Regions from separate parts of the Mus musculus genome. Here region 2 is linked to region 1. A link is a contact called in public Hi-C data. All regions are on one chromosome and are shown on one strand. Each heading gives the region's core, a stretch centred on a gene start, on an enhancer-like site or on the middle of the called end of the contact. The rest is flanking DNA. Distances are from core to core; before and after follow the strand shown.

Region 1 (4,691 bases), core at 1,961-4,460:
CATTATCTTGGTCCCCAGCATTTGGTGGGTGTCTGTGGGGTGTGTCGGGTGATTTCCCTACCCGTCCACTGAGCACAGCAGGTACCAGAGATTCTAACAGCACACCAGTTGCTCCCCCCCACCCCCTCGGACAACTGTCTTTGGAGACAACACCGGATGGCAAACTGCTAACCATAACCACGTGGCACCCTCACAGAGGGTACAGCCTGTTCTCCTACTGAAGACACCTTTGAGCCTGCCCCTAACCCATGCATTTTTTTTTCCACCTCAGAGCCTGCTGAGGCCAAGGTTGTTCTTCCCCATCTGTGGGGAGTACCACAGACTGTTGTCCATGTGGAAAACTGAACAACTGCAGAAGGTACCGTTGAGCTTTGAGGTCTCATGACTATACGTGGTGGCCCCTGTTCCTTCTCGTTTCTAAAGTACTTCTCGTTCTTCTCAGCCGCCTAGAGTTGTCTCTTTGGCTTGCCTTTAGTAACTACCCTCCCACTGAACTTTCCCCCACTTAGCTGTTGTCTTCCACAGCCTAAGTTTCTTCATTCCTTCCTTTCTCCATCCCATGAGAGATCAGCATCCTTCTCAGTAAGGAACCAGAGAGACTAGGACCTCTGAGGGTTACAGTCTAGCTGGGGATTAATTAACTAATAAACAGATTAACTGGATGCATAAACTAAGTAGACAGTCCTGGTGGCACGGGCCTGTGATCCCAGCTACCTGAGAAGCTGAGGCAGGAGAATGGACTGTAGTGTAAACTCAAGGCTAGCTTGGGGAGCCTGTGGAGAACTTGTATCCAAATGAAAACATTAGGACACCCTGAATGGTGGCTCCCAGTTTAATCCCCCCAACACACACACACACACACACACACACACACACACACACACACACACACACTCAGGAAGCAGAAGCCTGCTGAAGTGTTTGAGGCTAGCCTAATCTGCATCACAATGTCTGGGCTAGCCAGGGCTACCTAGTGAGACCCTGCCTCAAAAGAAAAAGCAACAACAACAACAACAACAACAACAAAAATCAAGAAAAACAAAACAAAAAAAGGAGCCAGGGAATGTTGCTTAATGGCAGAGTGTTTGCTTGCCTGGCATCGCGTGTGTGAAGCCCTCAGCGAGATGATCCCAGATACTGAGGAAAACAAACCAGACCAACCACGGTATGCTATAGTAAAAGCCAGGCAGAGGGCAGAAGGTGCCAGTCAGGTCCTGCTCATCTGGGGCTATCTGAGAGCCCTAGAGGTCATCACCCAGGAGCTCTCCCAGCAAAGCCCCTCCCACCAGGTTCCCTTGCCAAGGGACATTCTCCACCCCAGAGAGGTTCTGCCAGGAGCCCATGGCATAGCCTGGAGCACTTGCTTCCTTCTCAACAAACAGGAGGCCTCTGAGGACTCCTCCAGGATGAATGAAGTCTCTCACCCCTCCATAGGCCCCAGCTAACAGGAAGCCATCAGGGGCCCCCAGGTGGGAAGGGCTGCTCTGCCATCTCTAAGCTACATACCAGGCAGGGGCCCTACTGTCACTGGGATGACTTTCTCACTTATAAAGGATGGGGTGGCATAGAGGCTCAAATGAAGGTCTGGCTATGAAGTTACCTAGCCCATAGTGGATGCTAAACAGTATTTCCCAGGATAGCACTTGGGGGAGAATGGTCATCGGGGAGGGTGGGGGGTGGTAAATGGGTCATTCAGAGCTTCGCCCTGTCACTACCCACAGTGGCTGGGGGTGGGGTGGAGAGGCACTCCCCATGACATCAGCAGGGTAAGAACCAGGCAGGAGATGCGTGAGGCCCTGGAACTGTCACACCACAGCCCAGCTCCACAGCCCAGCTCCGACTTCCTCTAGACAGGGCACCCAGCATGCAGCCTCTTTTCCTTCCTTCTGCATTTGGAAAGAGCTACCCACCCTCCAATCTAGTGCTGGGCTGGGGTTTGGTTCCCAAGACCCAAGTAAGGGGGTAGGGATCATATGCTCAGGTCCTGGGGGCAGGCAGTGACAGCCAGGTATCACCTGGCATTATCTGTGCTGTGGGGATTCTTGTACCCTTCACACTTGAGGACCCCAGGTCTTCAAGAAATACAGGCTATGAGCTCTGGGCAGCAGAAGAGAAGCCTGGCAGGGTAGAGGCCTGGAGAGGGGTAGAAGCTGGGACCATGGCAGCAGAAGCAGTCTGAGGCTGGGTGGAGAGAGGCTGGGTGGGTTCCTGTCCCACAGATGATGAGATGGAGAAACCTCCCAAGCTCTCATCCTTGTAGTATCATGTTCCTGTCTCCATGGAGACCCCAGTGTCCTGATGGTTTGCTGGCCAGGGCTTCGAGGCCAGAGCAGGGAGGTCATAGCCTGTCCCTTCTAAGGCAAAAAGCCAGATGGTGCTGACTACTATCTCTGCACAGTAGACTTCAGGGCAACTCTCAGAGCTCTGCCAACAACAACAACAAAAAAAAGACATGGAGAGATGGAGAGGCCATGGGCCTACCCCAGGTCCTGCTGAGCTGGCACTGAACCTGGTCCCTACCTCCCAAGTCCATCCCCAAAGCCAGGTAGCCTGGAGCAGACACTGCAGCCTGCAGTACGCATCAGCCTGGGGAAGTCTGGGGCAGGCAGATCTCCCAAAACCCAGGTGGGTTTCTAAGCCTGTCCTCAAACCGGACACACAGGGTGCCAGCCCCGTTGAGCATGGAGCAAGCAAGCTGGGCCCCACTGAGGGCTGAGTGTGGAAGCTGGCCTATGGGGAAGTGGTTTTGACATGAGAAGGCAAAAGAGCCATGCTTCCCCCCCCCCAAGACAAAAGCTGATAAACAGCCGGGTACCCTTTGTGAGGTCCAGAGAACCAAAGGTTCCTGTTCAGAGGCAGGAAGGTGCCCTCACCGCTTCCTCCATCTCCCTGGGCTCCAGCACGGTTGAGAGTGGGGTGCTGTACCTGAGCCCAAGGTCTAGGGGTGTCTGGGCCAGATCAGCTGTCTGTCCATGTGTGCACCACACACATGTGCATGCTGGACAATGAAGTAAGAGCCGGATGGACGACTGCTGCATGTATGCATGCGTGCGCGCATGTGTCTGAGGATGTGTGTGTACACGTGCGCGGTATCTGTTGTCACCTCCCCCACCCCCACCTGCACCATAGCCTCTGAGGACAGGACGCTCTGTCTTTGACTCAGGTCTACACCAAGGGCTCCAAACCACAATGACGTCAGCAGCACATGCAAAGTGTCTGAGAGTGAGGCCACCTCTGCAGGGTTCCTAGCTTGGCACCAGCATGCGTGTACAGGGTGGTATGCAGGACAGTCACACTCCCATTCTTCTCCACCATGACCCCAAGAGGCAGCCAGCAGTAGCAGCAGCAGCAGCAAGTGGGCCATGGAGCCCATCATGAAAGTGATATTTCAATATCCTGGGGAAAGGAGCCACCCAGGGTCTGGGGAGGATGCTCCTCCAAGCCTGTGTGCTACACTGTTCCTCTCTCGCTTCCTTTCCTGCCTCTCCCTGCCTCTGAGGGGCCCACTGGTCTCCCAGCACCTGATGTCACCCTCCTGGCTTCTTCATTAGTACTGACTCAAGGGAACACCTCTAGCCAAATGTCTAAGCCACACTGGCCAATGACAGGCAGTCCCATGTCTTCTCCTCCTTAGCTTCCTTCACCCTGACCCCTTACTTAGTCTATATCAGCTGTTTCTCTAAAAATGAATTCTGGGACAGCAGCAATGGTTGCTCTCTATGATCTGCTATGATCTCTGACTTCTGGAGTGGTATCTGGGCCAAAGAATTCAAGAACTGTAGGATGGGTGGATAGATAAATAGATGGATGCAGGCAAGTAGGCATCTATAAAGTCAGGTCAGAGGATGGGAGCAGGACCAAGCCTAAACAAGCCATCTCTCTGTCCCAAGATATGTTATCCCAGCATTTCTTTCCTGTCATACACTGTACCTCTAGGGGGTGAGCAGGATGGTTTTCATTTTAGAGCCAGAAGCCTGAAGACCACACAGGTCATGACCTGGGGTTGCTGGGCTGTTCCAGCCCTCCCTCCTCTCTCTGTGAGGAAGGCTCTTCTTTCTCCAGAGCCAGAGTCTGCCTCTCCTCCCTCATTCCATCCTTACTGCAAGGCTCGGGGCTGCCCTTGTGACCTGCTGCAGCCAAAAGAATGTGGCACTTTCCATTGCCACTCAGTACACAGGGTTTAAGCTAGGCATACACACAAGTATACACACCATACATTCACAGGCACACACGCTCACGTACATGCTCACATATACATATATATACACACAAACACATGCACAGATTGTTACTATCTCATAATATCCTATATAAATTATAATTTTTAAATACTCCCATACTTATAATCTCAGTGCATGGAGGTAAAGGCAGGAGGACTAGGATCATCTTTAGTTGCAAAGCAAAATCAGGGTCAACCTGGGACACAGGGAGAATTTATCTCAAGAAAGAAAGTGGGGTGGGGGGAGGAGGAGGGAGGAAGGGTCAGAGAGAGGGGAGAACTGCCAACACGCATGAGTGCTGTACACCAGTGGCAGGACTTGGTTGGTTGGTTGGTGGGTGGCACTGGAGTGCACATCGAGGGCCTGACACCCTCAGCTCCACTCCTGGGCTACCCTGAAGACATTTTCCCACATTTTATTTGAGGCAGGGTCTTCCTAAGTGCCCCACTCTTTAGCCCAGGCAGGTCTTGA
Region 2 (4,084 bases), core at 22-2,521, 210 kb after region 1:
TACTTGGTGTCTGTGGAGCGTAGAAGAGGTTGCTGGATTCCCTGGAACTGAAATTACAGGCAGTTGTGAGCCATCATCTGAATAGCGGAAACGGAGCCTTTGTCTGCTGCAAGAACAAGTGTTCTGAACTGCTAAAGCATCTTCCCAGCCTCCTGGGTAGACTCTTACATACCAGGGCTGAGGATGCAACTCAATGCTAGAGCTTGCCAAGCACGAGCAAGGCCCTGGGTTTGATCCCCAACACTGTGAAACAGACAACACAAACTAAACCAACCAAACTAACCCAGATGATGTTCTCAGTTCCTGGTATACATCCTTGCACAGCTTGGGGCCTGGAACCCTAACTAGGTAATGAGGAAAGGACATACCAGACACACAGAATATATGGGATCAGGCGGTCTAGACTCTCTATTGGGGAAGCTGCAGTGCACTGGAAGCTCAGTATGTTTATATATAACTGGACAGGGAGGTAAGGGTGTTGCACACAGCCAGCTGAAGAAGGAAGCAGGGTTACCATATACAACTGAAAAAGGAGACAGGATTAGCTAATCTTAGTAGGAGCAGTCTCTTTGTAGGGGAGCAATCTTTAGGCCATGAACTTGGGCTCCCAACGCGGGTGGTGCGGAGTAGCTGTGAACATTTCCTGCAGTCACCATCACCATCCCCACATGGTTGAGAGGAAGGTGCTGCCATTCTCTGAATCTTATCCAGGGAAATTTCACCCATGGGGCCAGGCACCAGCTTCACTGACATGGTCATGCCTATGTCAACAACACACACTTACTAAGGACTTCAATGCTCTCTACAACCTGGTTTCAGAGTAGTATTTAAATCTTCTATACTACTGTAATCTTTGACTATCTCTCAGGACCATGCACATACTCAGATTATATATAAGTAGGTCCATTTGGAAGAGTATTTTCAATGTAGCAACTTCCTGTCTCTAGGAACAACCAACAACAGATGGTGTGGTAAAAGCCTCTGCAGAATGAATGGTCTCGACATAGCCGATGGTGCACAGCACATCTTGATTTCTAATGGCGCTGATACTGTTTGTACCTTTTCCCTTTTATCAACTTTCTGAAACACTGCTTAGCTGCATCCTCCCCTCAAATACACACAAATGTTCATGAAAGAGAACACTTTTAAGGCTCTTGAAAGTAAAATTTACCACCAAATTTCTAAAATGAATCACCCAATACTGGAGGAGGCAGACGGTAACTTTGTATCGGAAACCAAGCCAGTCCCAGTGAGTCACCTCTGTGATCACAGATAGCACAACCACAGCCCAGGCTTGGTGGCAAACAAATGGCCACAGCATCACATGTCAGAACCTCGTGTTTCATGGTTTCTCACATGGAAATGCGTAAGTCAACTATGTGAGCCCAGGAAGCAGAACACAAGATGCTGCACAAATAATAAACACACTCAAGCTTTGTGTTCTTGTGCTTCCCCAAGTCCATCTCAAATTTCAATAGATCCATGAAAGGCACATGCTAGTCAAGAACTCCGAAGAGTAAGAGCTGATAATAATATTATAGCTTCTAAAGTGAGTCATAGGAAAACACAAATGCTTTTTGAGGATCACACGTTAAGGTGCACAGTCAAAAACTAAAAAGTGACAGCCATTTCAGAAGAGGTACTGGGGCCTTTGGTGATGTATCCTGTAGTTGGTGTGCACCCACATGCATTATGCTTTTGCATCTCTTTTAGGCACCCCAAGTTTGAAACAGAAGATTAAGTGGGACAATGGGCTAAGTGGCATTGCCACAGGCACACCAGGTCCTGGTTGCTCTGACTTCCACAGAGTAAAGAGCCAGGTGCCTTAATATTCTTTTAAACCACAGGGCAGGGAATACATGCTAGGATCAAGCCCGCCCAGCATACCTGTGTTGGCTGGCCCAATACTGTTCAATACAAACCATAGGCAGTGTTTTCAAAAGGGATACTTCCGATCAACATCACACACCCACTAGCCGGTCTCCAAGGAAAACACTATCAACACAGCCATAGGCGCCCACACCCAGGGGCTAAGCACAGGTAACTGCTCAGAAAGCACTGGAGAACAGTCAGGAGCAATAGCAGAAAGCTTCACTCTCTTGCTTTCACAAAATGGCTCCCTAAGACAATATATTGATTATAATTCTCCAAATAAGAACAAGATAGAACATTCTCTCAAGTTCCCTGCAATATGACACTACCTGATAATGAAAGGAACAAAAGGGGCCAAGCTGAGCGCAGATGATGTGCCGTCCATCGGCGATGGGTACAGTCTCTCCAACACCAGGAGTAAGAGGAACATGCCAGGGTGGCGATCAGGCTCTCCCAGTTCACTGAAGGAAAGTGATTACACATAAAAGATTTCAGACTGAAGAAGGCAGGCACTGCTTTCAAACACATTTTGTCACTTTTTTTTTAAGATTTATTTATTTTATTTATATCAATACACTGTAGCTGTCCCATTACAGATGGTCGTGAGCCACCATGTGGTTGCTGGGAATTGAACTCAGGACCTCTGGAAGAACAGCCAGTGCTCTTAGCTGCTGAGTCATTTCTCCAGCCCCACATTTTGTCACGTTTTCCTGTTTCACTTTAACGTGCACAAGGAGAAGCCTCTGGCAAAGCAAGGGTCCTGCACGCAACCCTCTTCTAAAGCCAGTGACTCTCTGGAGTCACACTTTCTGTACTGTGCTGTCCAGAGCTTTCAGGAAATGGGAAGCTCTCCCTGTCTGATGGCTTTGAGGAAACATGACTAGGCCATTACTCACTAGAACCAGAAAACCCTCCCTGCACTAGCTAGCAATTAGAGAAAAGATATCTTGACAAAAATACATTTCATTGATATAATTACATTTTCCCATTACAGACAGTTTATATGTATTTATACCAGTACAAAGACTGCAGAAAAATTAAAAAGTTGCATGTTCTAAGATATCCATAGTAAAAAGTCTACTGTCAGCTACAGAGTAAGACTGAAACAAAATGACACCATTTCTTGCCGCCCCAGGGGACTCAATGCCCTTTAAAATGACTCTGCTTTATATTTCTAAAATTATTGATCATTTTTGCTCAGGGACCCACATTTGATCACAGGCAACTTAGCTGTTGTTTCACAGCAGCAAGCTGCAACAGGCCAGTAATACAGGATGTTAAGAATCTATTAAGTACATTTAGTAATGTAGACAAAAATTTTAAAAAATAAGAGGAAGAAATAATTCAGGTATGTGTGTCTATGTGTGTAAGTATGTGTGTGTGTGGCTGTGTGTCTGTGTGTGGGGACTAGAGGTCAACCTTGGATGTTAAACCTCAGGAACTGTGTCCCTAGTCCTTTTAAAATGTAAAAAGTTTTTATTATTGGGTGCATGTGCCATGACACACAGAGGACAACTTGTGAGGTGTCACTCTCCGTTTACTTTCATGTGGGTTTGGGGCACACGGACAGGTCATCAGGGCTCAAGCCATCTTGCCAACCCCACTTTGTCTTTTGAGATAGGATTTCTCATGGGGACCTGGGACTTACCCAGGAAGTGAGGTTGGCTAGCTAGTAAGCCCTAGGGCCCTTCTATGTCCGAATCTGCAGGGCTAGAATTACAAGTGCACATGGCATAACAACAAGCTTTTTATATGGATATTAGTGACTGAACACAGGTCTTCAGGTCTTCACTTAATGAAAACAGTAAATTCTTTTTCACCCCATCTTGATCCCACCCTGAGACCTGAGTTCTCTGTGTGACCATGGCTGTTCTGGAACTCTGAATAGACTGGCCTTGAATTCAGAGATCTGCCTGTCTCCTTAGTGCTAGAATTAAAGGCATAAAGATTTTATGTGCATATGTGCATATGTGTGTGTGTGTGTGTGTGTGTGTGTGTGTAGGGGGTGTCTATGTGCATGTGTGTGAATATAACCATGAAGACCAGAAGAGAGTATCAGATTCCCAGGGACTGGAATGACTGACATGGGTTCTGAGAAAGCAGCAAGCACCCCTCGGAGTCACCAAGTACTGTCTGCAGCCTGTCTGATGCCGGCTTCTGGCCACTGTGGGCTCCCATGTGCATGTTCATACTAACATGAAGGCAGACACAT

The links. A called contact is a pair of places that touch in the nucleus more often than the background predicts.
Region 2: a contact with region 1 is called in a Hi-C map of effector CD8 T cells, with 3 times the contacts expected there. The contact joins two enhancer-like sites. A contact is called at or near these places in 15 of 484 Hi-C or Micro-C datasets (CD4 T cells, CD8 T cells, the HPC-7 cell line and 6 more), 7 of 115 datasets of contacts at active chromatin or transcription factors (CD8 T cells, the HPC-7 cell line, bone marrow-derived dendritic cells and 4 more) and 1 of 9 other capture datasets (adipose tissue).

The regions. Positions count from the first base shown.
Region 1 is chr17:84,116,616-84,121,306 of GRCm38.p6, forward strand. No RefSeq gene overlaps it. Among named protein-coding and RNA genes, the nearest start is that of Gm35551, 35 kb to the left of the region's middle. Within about 2 kb of position 3,211, at least 150 of the 459 cell types and tissues checked have an H3K27ac peak or open chromatin away from gene starts, as enhancers often do. A contact at or near this core is called in CD8 T cells, the HPC-7 cell line, Th1 cells and 5 more, where this site is marked.
Region 2 is chr17:84,331,825-84,335,908 of GRCm38.p6, forward strand. It overlaps Thada (thyroid adenoma associated), which reads right to left. Exons shown (of 38, transcript NM_183021.3): 28 at 2,202-2,333. Among named protein-coding and RNA genes, the nearest start is that of Gm24492, 46 kb to the left of the region's middle. Within about 2 kb of position 1,272, at least 93 of the 459 cell types and tissues checked have an H3K27ac peak or open chromatin away from gene starts, as enhancers often do. A contact at or near this core is called in CD8 T cells, the HPC-7 cell line, Th1 cells and 5 more, where this site is marked.